Linked DNA regions of Hordeum vulgare: region 1 is linked to region 2. The links are chromatin contacts, called in public Hi-C maps. All regions are on one chromosome and are shown on one strand. The core of a region is the stretch at or near the end of the contact, and the rest is flanking DNA. Distances in the headings are between cores, read along the strand shown.

Region 1 (5,988 bases), core at 3,334-5,833, 550 kb after region 2:
ATAGCAAGGATGGACGTCGTTCTCTTTTCTCATTTGCTTTCGTCCGTAGTTGGATCCTGCTCTTCTTCATGATGTTTATGTATTGTACTGATGTGACTCTGATGTAGCTTGTGGCGAGTGTAAGCCAATTCCATATATCTCATCTATTCAGTACATGTACTTGTAACGATATCCATTCTTGCGAAATGACGAGATGCGCTTCTATCCCTGACGAGGCCCTCGTGCCAAATTAAGGATAGGATCGCATCTTGGGCGTTACAGATACGAACAACGATAATACTGCACTTACAACATGATGAGCAAATCCATCCACTAACAGCGAACGTACCACATGATGAGATGCACACCTTCAAGCCATCTCATCGGCATGCTCGGATCATGCCCCGCTTTTATTCCAAGGGGATACCGAGGTGCGTAGGCGCCCGTCTTTCAAGTTCGAAGAGTTCTGGCTCTGACTACCAGGCTTCAAGGAAATGGTGGCCACGACCTGGAATAAACATGTCCACTCAATTAACGCAATCCGCAAGGTTCACATAAAGTTGGCACAAACTGCAAAGGCTCTCCAGAAATGGCAAAGGGCACAATTGGAGTCCTCAAAACTCATATTGACATCGCAAAGGAGGTAATCTGGAGGCTTGACCTAGCCGAGGAGGGGAGGTCTCTCTCTCCAACACAACTGGGGCTCAGACGCAGGCTTAAGCTTTCATATCTTGGTCTTCTTGCCTTCCAGGAGGTTAAGTTGGGCCTGTGTGCACATCTCACGGGTATCACGCTTGGAGACGTCAACTCGTAGTTTTTCCATGCCAAGGTAAATGGGCGCCGACGGAAAAACTACATCCAGACGCTACACTCGGACCACGGGGTTGCCATCACGGCCAAAGCTAAGGAAGAAGTGCTCCTTTCCCACTTCCAAGACAACTTGGGTAGCCCCACGCCCCGGAACTCAAGTTTAATTTTGGACAACCTTGGGATAACTTCGCATGATCTCTCGGAGCTCGATGCACCTTTCGAGGAGGACGAGATAAAAGACATGGTTTTTTCGCTGCCCTCCGTCAAGGCGCTCGACCTAGATGGGTTTATTGGAGACTTGTTCAAAGCTTGCCGGGAGATCATTCGAAGTGACGTTGTTCAAGCAATCCTTCAGCTTGCTAACCTCCGGGGGGACAATGCTTCTCTCATCAACTCAGCGAACATCATTTTGCTCCCAAAGAAGGCTGACACTCGAGTGGTCGAGGACTACAGACCAATCAGCTTCATTCATGGTCTGTCCAAGATCTTCTCCAAGCTCCTAGCCAACAGACTAGCTCCGATCCTGCCCACACTAGTCTCTAAATGCCAAAGCGCCTTCTTGCAGAAGCGCTCCATCCATGACAACTTCTTGCATGTCTAGAATCTCATAAAGAACATGCATTGTTGGAACATCCAGGCCTCTTCCTCAAGCTTGACATTTCAAGACCTTTCGACTCTGTTAATTGGGCCTTCTTGCTTGAGGTCATGCAACGCTTCAGTTTTGGGTAGTGGTGGCGGGACTAGATTTGTCTCTCCCTGTCTTCTTCTTCATCAAGAGTACTGCTTAACGAAAACCCCGGAAGGAAGTTTAGACACGAAAAGGGCCTCCGTCAGGGTGTACCAATATCTATGATGCTTTTCATCCTGGCCATTGACCCTCTCCAACAAATCCTTCAGCTGGCCTCCTGACAAGGCATCCTCAATCCCATTCATGCTAGATCGGACAGATGGAGGATCTCCCTTTTCGCCGATGATGCAGGCATTTTTGCGAACCCAGACAAGGATGAGCTTCGTGCAATATCTGCAATTCTGAAGACCTTTGGGGAGGCAAGCAGACTGATCACAAACTTGAGCAATACTAAGGTCTTCCCGATCACATGTGCCAGCATTGACCTCTAGGATGTGGTGTCAGTCTTCCCTGCCAAGATTGCCACCTTCCCGGGACGGTACTTGCCCCCCTGCATTATCGCCGTCTTAAAGGGATTGATCTGCAACCCTTCATCAATAGGTTCACGAGTAGACTTCCGGGATGGAAAGGAAAACTGCTCAACAAGCCTCGCAAGGTGACACTCGCACAGTCTGTCTTCACAGCCATGGCTACTTTCCACATCACCGCTCTCAACCTATCAAAGGGGATTCTGAGAAAGATTGACAAAATCATTAGGGACTTCATCTGGCAAAAAGAGGACCAATCTCAGACCACGGGCGGTCACTCCCTTGTTAATTGTAAGACCGTCTGTCGCATGAGGCATTTGGGCGGTCTTGGGATCATGGACCTGGAGAGATTTAGCTGTGCCCTGCGCCTCCAGCGGCCGTGGTTGCAATAGACCGATCTAGAGAGGCCGTGGGTGGGATCGGAGTTACCATGTGACCAGGCAGACATGAACCTCTTTCGCGTGTGCACCTCGATTACGCTCGGCAATAGGCATAAGACCCTCTTGTGGCATGACAACTAGACCGAAGACAGCCCACTCAAGCTTCTAGCTCGAGAGCTTTACAAAATTACCTCCAAAAATAACAGATCGATACACAAAGAGCTAATGAACGAGAACTGGATCAGGGCGGTGGCCAGACTTCAGACACTCGAACTTAACCACATTTCGGGCACACTCTGTTGCCTCAGCCTACTCATGTTTCGACATGGCCAAGGTCTGGTCCGCAAACGCTGAGCCCAAATGCAATTTCTTTGCATGGCTAGCTCTACACGGAAGAATCGTCACCGTGGATATGCTCGTTGTGAGGGGATGGCCTCACGACCCTAGATGTGTGCTATGTCTTCAGTAGCCATAAACTACAACTCATCTCTGCAAGGATTGTCCCTTCACGGTAGCGGTATGAAACCAGGTGAACACATGGACAAATGAAGGCATTCCAATCTTCGGCTTCCTCCCGGAGCGAGGAAACGTGTTCGACTAGTGGGACAAGACACTAAAATCACAGCCCAAGCAGGTGCGTAAGAGGCACAGTGGAAGAATCATCTACACGCTATGGTCGATCTAGAAAGAGCGAAATAGGTACGTGTTCACTCGACAGCGACACACGCACCGCGAGGTGGCGGAACTTGCCATTGACGCAATTAATCAACGTGACCTGACGTTTGCTGCGAGCCTACCAATCACGGACATTTATTAAACTAGTTTTTAGATCGGTCGTTTTACGGTTCTGCGACGTTCCCTAAAAACACTGACCCCTCTATAAATTACTATACGTATTTTCGTCATCTCTTCGAAAAAACGGTGCTCTTGCCTGATCCTAAAGAAAAAAAATTAGTGACGGATGAGAGACCTCAAATGTGATTGTGAGGCAGACGACGTAAGGCTGGCCATAGTGGGAGTAACTAAGGTAGTATCATATACATGGGACTAGCAAACATGTTATTGTGGCAGACAATTAAAGAAGAGAGAGAGGGTTAGAGTAACATAGGTAGATACCGTAACATGTAAAATGCTATGCTACTATGTGTCATGCATGTCAATAAATAAAGTCATCTATGATACTATTTTATGATACTATGCACTATGAAGGTAGTATCATACAATAGTATCATATGCATGATACTACTATATGTTACTCCCTCCGTTCCAAAATATAAGACCTTTTAAAGATTCTATTAGAAGACTACATACGGAGCAAAATGAGTGAATCTATAATCTAAAATATGTCTATGTACATCCGTATGTAGTCCATAGTGCAATTTCTAAAATGTCTTATACTCCCTCCGTTCCATAATATAAGACCTTTTAGAGATTTCACTATAGACTAGATACGGAGCAAAGTGAGTGAATCTACATTCTAAAATATGACTACATACATCCGTATGTAGTTCATAGTGGAATCTCTAAGGTCCTGTTTGGAACCATCCAGATTATATAATCCAGTTTTTATAATCTATTATGTCTTCAAACAGGACAGATTATGGTGTAGATTATAAAAACTAGATGGATAGATTATTAAAAACTCATAATCTACTCTACACCAGCTAAAATCATATTATGAATTGCTAATGACCCATTACCCTTGTAAAGTTGGAGATAATTACATTCCTACTACCGCCACCCTCCTCTTTTAAAAAAACAGAGGACAGACAGGTCATTATGCAATGTAAAACATGGATTACAGTTTATATAATCTGGCCTTCAAACATGTCCACCTAGATTATTTTTATAAACCAGATTATATAATCTCTCTTCATAATCCAGATTATCATAATCTATTATGATTTTAAACAGGACCTAAAAGGTCTTATATTTAAGAACGGAGGGAGTATTTAGGAACGGAAGGGAGGGAGAGTACTCCCACTATGACCAGACTAAGCGGATGGAGGCATGCAGACGCCCACCCACACACCCATCCACCTCACGACATCCGGCGTCAGCCCTGCAGTCATGTGGCACCCACACGTGCTGGTCCTTTCCACGGTGCCAAGTGACGCCACTGCTTCGATCGGCCAGGGAACCCTCTCCCAGCTCTATCCAATAGAAGCACGACACGTGCCCCTCCGGCTGCTGCCTCCGGAACCCGTCCAGATACAACGAACCTGGCCTCCCGCCCGAGCTATATGTAACCACTCAGCCCCGTTTCCCTCGCCACAGAGAAAACACAGGAGTTAAAACACATTTGCCAACCCGGAGAAACATTCCCTGCGAATTCGAGAGGGAGGAGGGATTCAGCGGCCCGGTAATCAATGGCTTCCGCTACTGCTTCCATCTCGTCGCACTCGATCGCCTTGCGCGATCTCAAAGGTGAGGCCTGCTGTACGATTTCGGTTCCTCTTTTTAATTCTGGGTTTTGTGGGGAATCAGGCTTGGCGCATCTACTGCTAATTTATACAGTACTTTACTAGTAATAATTTGGGGGCAAATGATATGGTCATATGGTCGCATTTCCTCCAAAATTTAGACAGGTTTTTGTTTGAATTTGAGTTTTTTTTTCCGCCATCTGTTGGCGCATTCCATGAGGATGTTTCTCGACATGAGGCATCAGATTTTTCGATGTGAAACTGCGTGAGGACAATCCGTCTAAATTTCTTCCCTGGTTTTTCGCCCGTGCAGCCGCGAGGATTGGAGCCGTGAGGCAGCAGGTGGCCGTGCCGGCAGCGGCGCCCAAGGGCCAGCGCGCGAGGGCGGTGCGCCCGCTGTGCGCGGCGGAGCCATCGAGGAAGCCAGTGTCGGCCTCCGCGGCCTCCGCGCCGGTGGCGCCAGTCGAGGAGGAGGCATCTGCTGCGGCGTCCGTGGACTACGAGGCCCTGGCGCTGGAGCTGGTGGACGCGTCGCCTCTGGAGATCATGGATCGTGCGCTCGACATGTTCGGCTCTGAAATCGCCATCGCCTTCAGGTGAGACACACCAATCCTTGTTTTTGATGAAGTTTCTGATCATAGCGTACTGGATTAGGGGATAGATACACCCGTTTGTATGCTCGTGTCCTGTCTCCTGTGGTTTACATTCGTGCTTGGGCCCTGGTATCTCCCCAACGAATGGTCGTGGAGATTCCTGCTATTGCTAACGTGATCCTCACCTGATAGCTGAGTGTACGATTGTGATCTCATTGCCGGGCTGGCAAGTGGGTCGGAAGGTGATGTACAACTACTGTAGTTCTTCTAGTAGTACCAATTACCGCTGGATGATGGTCTTCATGTCCTGTAGCTTGGTAGTTATTCAAATTAGTTGATGAATTTTGTTACCATGAGGTTTGAGGCGATATACTCTATAATTGGGTCGGATCGGTTTCGCAAAAAACCCGACTGTTACCTGGCCCTCATGTATCTAGACCGCTGAACACAACTGGGAGGGCGTCCAGGTTCATTTTCTCCCTTGCCCGGGACTTTTCTTGGACTAGAGCTAGAATCATGGCCCACCAACCACGCACAAGCGGACACAAAGATTTCATATATGGAACATAAAATAGGCGCCGGCGTCAATAATAGGTTCCGTTACGTAGTGGTAGTAGTACAGTACAGTAGCACTTTTCATTTTAATAA
Region 2 (6,072 bases), core at 1,701-4,200:
TGAAAGTTTAGCTTCATGGCTTTTTCGAAGACAGTATGAAAACAAATTAGAGAGCTGAAAGTTATCCTATATTAAGGGCCCATTCAGCTTACAGGATTTCTAAATCAAAGAAATTGGAAAAGTAAAGGATTCGGATGCACTCTCGAGTCTCGACTTCAATCCTTAGGAATTTTCCATGAGGTATCACCTAATGCTAAGAATCCTTAAGCCTTGTGCAATACAAGGCGCTTAGGGAAGGTGATTAGAGAAATAAAGGAGTGTTTCTTTAAAGCACCGGTGCTTATTTGTAGAGGGTAGACGCTTAATTTGGTGTCTCTCCTGTAGAAATAGGCACTGTTGCTTCAGAAAAAAACTGGTTTCTTTTTCTAAGCATCTCTCTAAGCACCTAGCATTGTACAAGGCCTTAGGAATTAAGACAATATGGACACAATCCTAAGGAATCTAGTACCTTCATTCTTATGAAACGAATGCCATACATAGGAAAAAATCCTATGGGAATCCTCCAAAAATCCTGCAAACCGAATGAGCCCTAAGATTCGAGAACAAGGTCTTGTTTATCCTTGATTCTCTTCGGCGTATATGTGGATACTTTTGTTGTCTAAGTTTTCAGAAAGAATCATCTAACATATAACAAACATAGTATCTGTTGAAGTGTATATGTGGATTGTTTAGCCCTTTCAATGAGTTCAGACTTTTGGTTGCGCTGGCTAGTGCATGAAGCTTAACATGGCATCAGAGCGTAAGGTCTTGAGTTCAAGTCCTGGCTTTCGCAGTTTATTCAGAAATTGCTGCCGCGTCCCCTACTTGTCCACGTATAGGCCTCTTGAGCCATACCTCTGAGTCTGTCGACGTGTTGACTTTCCGCGTCACACGTGAGAGGGGGCGTTGAAGTGTATATGTGGATTGTTTAGCCCTTTTCATGAGTTCAGATTGTTGGTTGCGTTAGCTAGTGCATGAAGCTTAACAGTATCATGTAGAAAAAATACCTTATTTTCTTGCCGATTTTTCTGTAGTTTACACCGTCCCTGCAGACAGAAATACCCTTCTCCAAGCATTCTTCAGCTGCCTGAACCAAATAAAGATCATTTGGTTTCGTGTTCTAATGGATGGAAGAACTTTTTTTTTTGATAAAAAAGAAGATAGTGTATCGTCCAAATGTAAAAAAGGTCCTTTCAGAACATTAAGCCTCAAAATTATATCTATAAAGTAGAACAAATACTACAGGGATTTGTTAAAATCAAACATGCCTTCGGACAAAAGCACCGTAAAACTCACATTAGTGCAAACTGTTACTGAATGGCTATGTATTGTGGATGAAATACCTAACAAAGCAATAATAGCTTACCTTTAGGAAATGCTTGATAGATTCATCCGCTTCTCCGCATACAAATGTTCTGGAAGTTCCGCCATGGTACCCCTGAAAAGAATGGTACGAATCGTGTTAAAACTAGGGAATGTGTCAGTAAAATCCGACTCTATGCCAAACATACCAACTAAGCATATGCATAATCTTAGGAGAGAGAACTTACATTTAGGAACACATTTACATCAATATTTATGATGTCTCCATTCTGCAGTAGAAACAACATTTTTCATCCTACAATACATAGGCATGACACAAAAATAAAGAAAGGAAGATGCAAATTCCATCCTACAGAACCTGCAGCTGTGTTGAATCAGGTAGTCCATGGCAGACACACTCATTTACTGATGTGCAGATACTTTTAGGAAATCCACCATAGCCAAGTGGAGAAGGATAAGCACCCGCCTCAACTATCATATGATGCACCGCCCTGTCGATTTCATTTGTAGTAACTGATGGCTGAAATGACGGTGGAATAATTACTGTTATGACGTGTACACTGCAGAGTCTTCAGATGATTTAGATACAAAAGGATTCTAGTTATGTATGAAAAAAAGAATATACCTTAACCAATGTTCCCGCAAAGTCCAGTACACGGGCAGCAAGTTTGCAAGCAGCTCTCATCCCAGTGATACCTTCTGCGTTGTGTATTTGGCGCACTGCGGGTAGTTCTTGCGGTATGTTTGCACCCACATAAGAAGGTCTTGGAATGTGTTCTGGTACAGGAAGTTGGGGATAGACCTTTCCACGCCTCAAAGGCGGCCTCTTCTTTAACTTCACTGAGCTTTCCTCTTGTGTCCTTCAAATGTGTAAGGGTGTTTACGGAGTCATCAAATAAGAACAGAAGGTTAGCTGTATACTGACTTAGAGCTCCAGAGCAAGGTACTCTAGATGTCACACTAAGTGTGAAATCTAAGGTCAAGACCAATGGCTACGGCTATTGCTAAATCCTGACGACATGATAAAAGAAGCGACAACAGAAGCTTAAGCACAGCGTAGTAGTAACGGAAATCGTACTTTTGTAGCTCCATCAGCTCTTCTTCAACCCCATCAACCCAAGTAAGTCCGCCAGCCACGACAAAGCAGCGCTTTGGCGTTATTGCTTTACCTACAGCAAGACAGCAAAAAAGAATCAGCTACGAATTCTACTGTAGTTTCAGCTCGGTTAATCCCAAAACGTTTTGAACAATAGACGGCTATTGGCAGTAGAACAAACCACCCAAGCAATTAAGCTGAGCAGGCTCCTTACCCAAACAAGAAGAGGGCGTCCGAGGATCTCTTCGATTGATGGTGCACTTTGAGACGAACGGGGGAGCCGACGGCAGGAGGAATGTGTGGGTTCCGGCCGGCCGGGGTGGTACAGGAACGCCGGAACACGACGCTCCAGGTGACATGGCCATGGGGATTCGCACGGCGTCGGTGGAGGTGTCGTGGTCGAGGACACGGAGCCGGGGCGGCCGTGTTCGAGGAAGAGGAGACCGGCGGGTACAAGGGAAGAGGAGTGCAGCAGAGAGAGGGGATGTGCGTTGAGGATGAGACGCCGCCGGCACCGGGAGGTTTCGGCTTTCGGCTATGCGTGTTTTTTTTTCCAGCGCCAGCAGAAGAGGAGAAAAAAAATACCACACTTGTTTAACCCAATAATTACAGGAGAAGAAAAAAAAACACTTAGTTTTTTTGGGGCAACGCGCCACCACGGGTGGGTTATTTCCAACGATCCACCACCTTCACAGCTGTTTGATTATCTTCATCCAGCCGATCCACATGTGGGGCTTCGGCCGGGCATCCAGTAATTTCTGAAACGACACTCGAGTTTCTGAAACAATCGCTTTGTTGCAGTTTTTTTTCACACGCACTTCGGCTGTGCACCCGATAATTTCTTAGACAACGCTCGAGTTTCTGAAATAATCGCTTTGTTGTAGTATTTTTCTTTGCGCGCGCTTCGGCTGGGCACTCGGTAATTCCTGAGACAACGCTCGAGTTTCTGAAACAATAGCTTTGTTACAAAAAAATCATTCCTCTTTCTGCAACAGTGGACGTATTGCAGAAACAATCGCTTTGTTGCAAAAAATAAATTTTCAACCCATTAATTCCTAAAACAAAGGTCGAGTTTCAGAAACAATCGCTTTGTTACAGAATTATTTTCCTTCCTCTTTCTGCAATAGTGCCCGTGTTTGCAGAAACAAATTTCTGAAACAATGAACGGGTTGCAGAAACTGTTGAAAGAGATAAGATGGAGAGAGATGAGGGATGGGGAAACGGTGAGTGCGATGCGTCGGTTCATAGAGCCACGTGACGGAAGAGCAAGGAGATGATATTTCTTGTTTTCATCCGACTGACGGAAATCTTTTCCCTTTTTTTGCCGGTGTAAAGAGTTTTATTTCCATATACTAGGGTTACAACCGAGAGGCAAAAGTTCCTCGATGCATGGTGATCCATGATATAGCCATACAACAATCACACTATCAGTCCGACTATACAATGTCAATCCATCTGCTATCATGTTTTGCTCCCGCTTAATCTTCTATGGAATAAACTCAGAATGTATCATAAGATGTTTAATCTCAGCTACAAATGTCCATATGCCGACCAGGACAGGTTGTCACCGGTTAGGGATGTTAATGCCTTCGAGGACTCTGATTGGACAATTATAGGGACATCACTATATTGAGCCGTTAGTGCCATACCCTGCATTAGTGCATGCAACTCAGCCTCTAGTGTGTCGTTGCAATTAAACAGGCAACGATACGCAGCAAAAATCACACTTCCATCATGTCTCCTTAATATCATGCCGGCTACCGCCGAGCCATCCACCGAAGAGAAGGCCCCATCAACAGATAGTGCAACCTGATTTGTCGGTGGTGGTGACCATGGTAGCGTGTTCGAAACCACTACATCACGAGTAGTCTGACCATCCTCCATTAGCTACATGCACGCTTCCTCGCGAGCGGGCGTCTCACGCATCGTTCGATCGCGCGAGATTAGGCATGCCTCGTCTGTCGCGACCAGGTGCCCATCAGATGTGTGTTCATGCGGTTTTTTTTTTGCTTCCGGCATCCGACTCAGTGCTTCCATCGTATTCTTCTCCTTCATCTCATTGTCGCGGCTACGCGGGCGATTGCCAGATCTGGAATCGTGGCGGAGACGGGGAAACCGGACACTACAAGGACGGCAAGGGAACGGGAGGTGCAGTCGACGACGAGCATCCTTGGCCACGGTGACGAGCGACACGACACGGGCATAGGTATGATCCCCTTCGCTTCGCCATTTCTCTCCCCCGCCGGCATGGCCTTCATTTCATGGCTAATTCCTGGTAGTTCCTAGCATTGGATGAGTAGATCCGGGAGGAAATCCATAGTCTACATGAGTTTTGTTTGAACTTGTGCACAGGGGTTCACTTAAGCCGCCACCCCCTTCATGTCCCCAATTGCTGAAGAGTTCCACCTAGGGTTTATTGGTTAGATCTTATTATTTTGGTTCCCAGTTGTTGCTAGGGTTTATAGTCGAGATTTTGATAGTGGAGAACGAGATTTTAGAGGTGTGGACGAGTTTTTAGAGGTAGGGAATAATTTTCTCATATGTGATGCTATTATTTAGTCACCCAAGTCATGTTGGATCCTACATGCTGCAATGTGGTTTAGATAATGATTTTGTAGTTGAAAGGCAGGGTAGTCAGATGCTTAGTGTTTGTTATATTTCTGTATTCAGATAATTAGTGTTTTTTGTTGCATGCAATTGTTGAGCTATTTTGAATTGATTGTGTAGTGCCTCTAGTTTTGGAGAATTTTTTATTTTTGTGCACTCTGAACTAAGGACATGGAAGAAATGATCATTTTTTTGCTTCATTGTACTTGGTAAATGTAGAGAAAGTTGGAATCCAGACGACCATCGCGTATGTAGTAATTGTTGTTGCATGCTCTAATGGTGGTTTATGAACTTGTTTTTTTGTTTATTCATTAGGTCTTTTGCCATTTTCAATATCATCTATTTTTAACGTATCTATAATTTTTTATTGCTCAATGTTATTGTATTATCGTTCTTGAATGATGTATATGCATTTATATGATGCTTTATATCTTTTTTGAAACTAACTTATTAACTCAGTGTCTAGTGTCAGATGTTGTTTTCTACGTGTTTTTGGCTTTTCAGGAAATCAGTACCAAACGAAGTCCAAATGCAACGAAACTTTTTGACGTTTTTTTCTGAACAAAACTATGACCTGGAAGCTTTGGAAGGAGGCCAGACACCACACGAGGTGGTGCCAAGCCAACAGGGCGCGCCCTAATGGCTTGGGACCACCCCCGGCGTTTCCTGACCTAACTCCGTCTTTATAAATCCTCTAAAATTGGGAAAACACCACAGAGCCACCCGGGACACTATTTTCGCTATCGCAAGCTTCTGTTCCGGTGTGATCCCATATGGAGCCTTGTACCAGTGCCCTGTCGAAGGGGGGATCAATCACGGAGGACCTCTACATCAACATTGTTGCTCCCATGGTGATGTGTGAGTAGTCTACTGTGACATCCTCAGCTTTTGCTACAGTGTTGTATGTAATTAAGCTACAGTAATCCTATGCTAATGTTGCCACGTCACAGTGGTTACTTTTGTTAAACTCACGTCGGTTCAAACCCCGTTCAATTCCGTTGAAAACTTAATTCGTCCGGAAAGTGGATTTAAAAGTTTTGCGAAACTGAAAAATAAAAATGTTGGAT

Evidence for each region. Hi-C and Micro-C count contacts between places; a contact is called where the count stands out from the background.
Region 1: a Hi-C map of seedling shows a contact between it and region 2, with 5 times the contacts expected there. The contact joins the promoter of LOC123425929 here to the promoter of LOC123425927 in region 2. A contact is called at or near these places in 4 of 6 Hi-C or Micro-C datasets (leaf and seedling) and 1 of 1 datasets of contacts at active chromatin or transcription factors (embryo).

The regions. Positions count from the first base shown.
Region 1 is chr2H:222,813,449-222,819,436 of MorexV3_pseudomolecules_assembly, forward strand. It overlaps LOC123425929 (probable 5'-adenylylsulfate reductase 1, chloroplastic), which reads left to right and starts at 4,584. Exons shown (of 6, transcript XM_045109694.1): 1 at 4,584-4,751; 2 at 5,061-5,343. The coding sequence starts at 4,694.
Region 2 is chr2H:222,265,883-222,271,954 of MorexV3_pseudomolecules_assembly, forward strand. LOC123425927 (methionine aminopeptidase 1B, chloroplastic-like) reads right to left here and starts at 2,951. Exons shown (of 11, transcript XR_006621953.1): 1 at 2,613-2,951; 2 at 2,381-2,471; 3 at 1,928-2,162; 4 at 1,661-1,822; 5 at 1,530-1,571; 6 at 1,346-1,417; 7 at 987-1,066.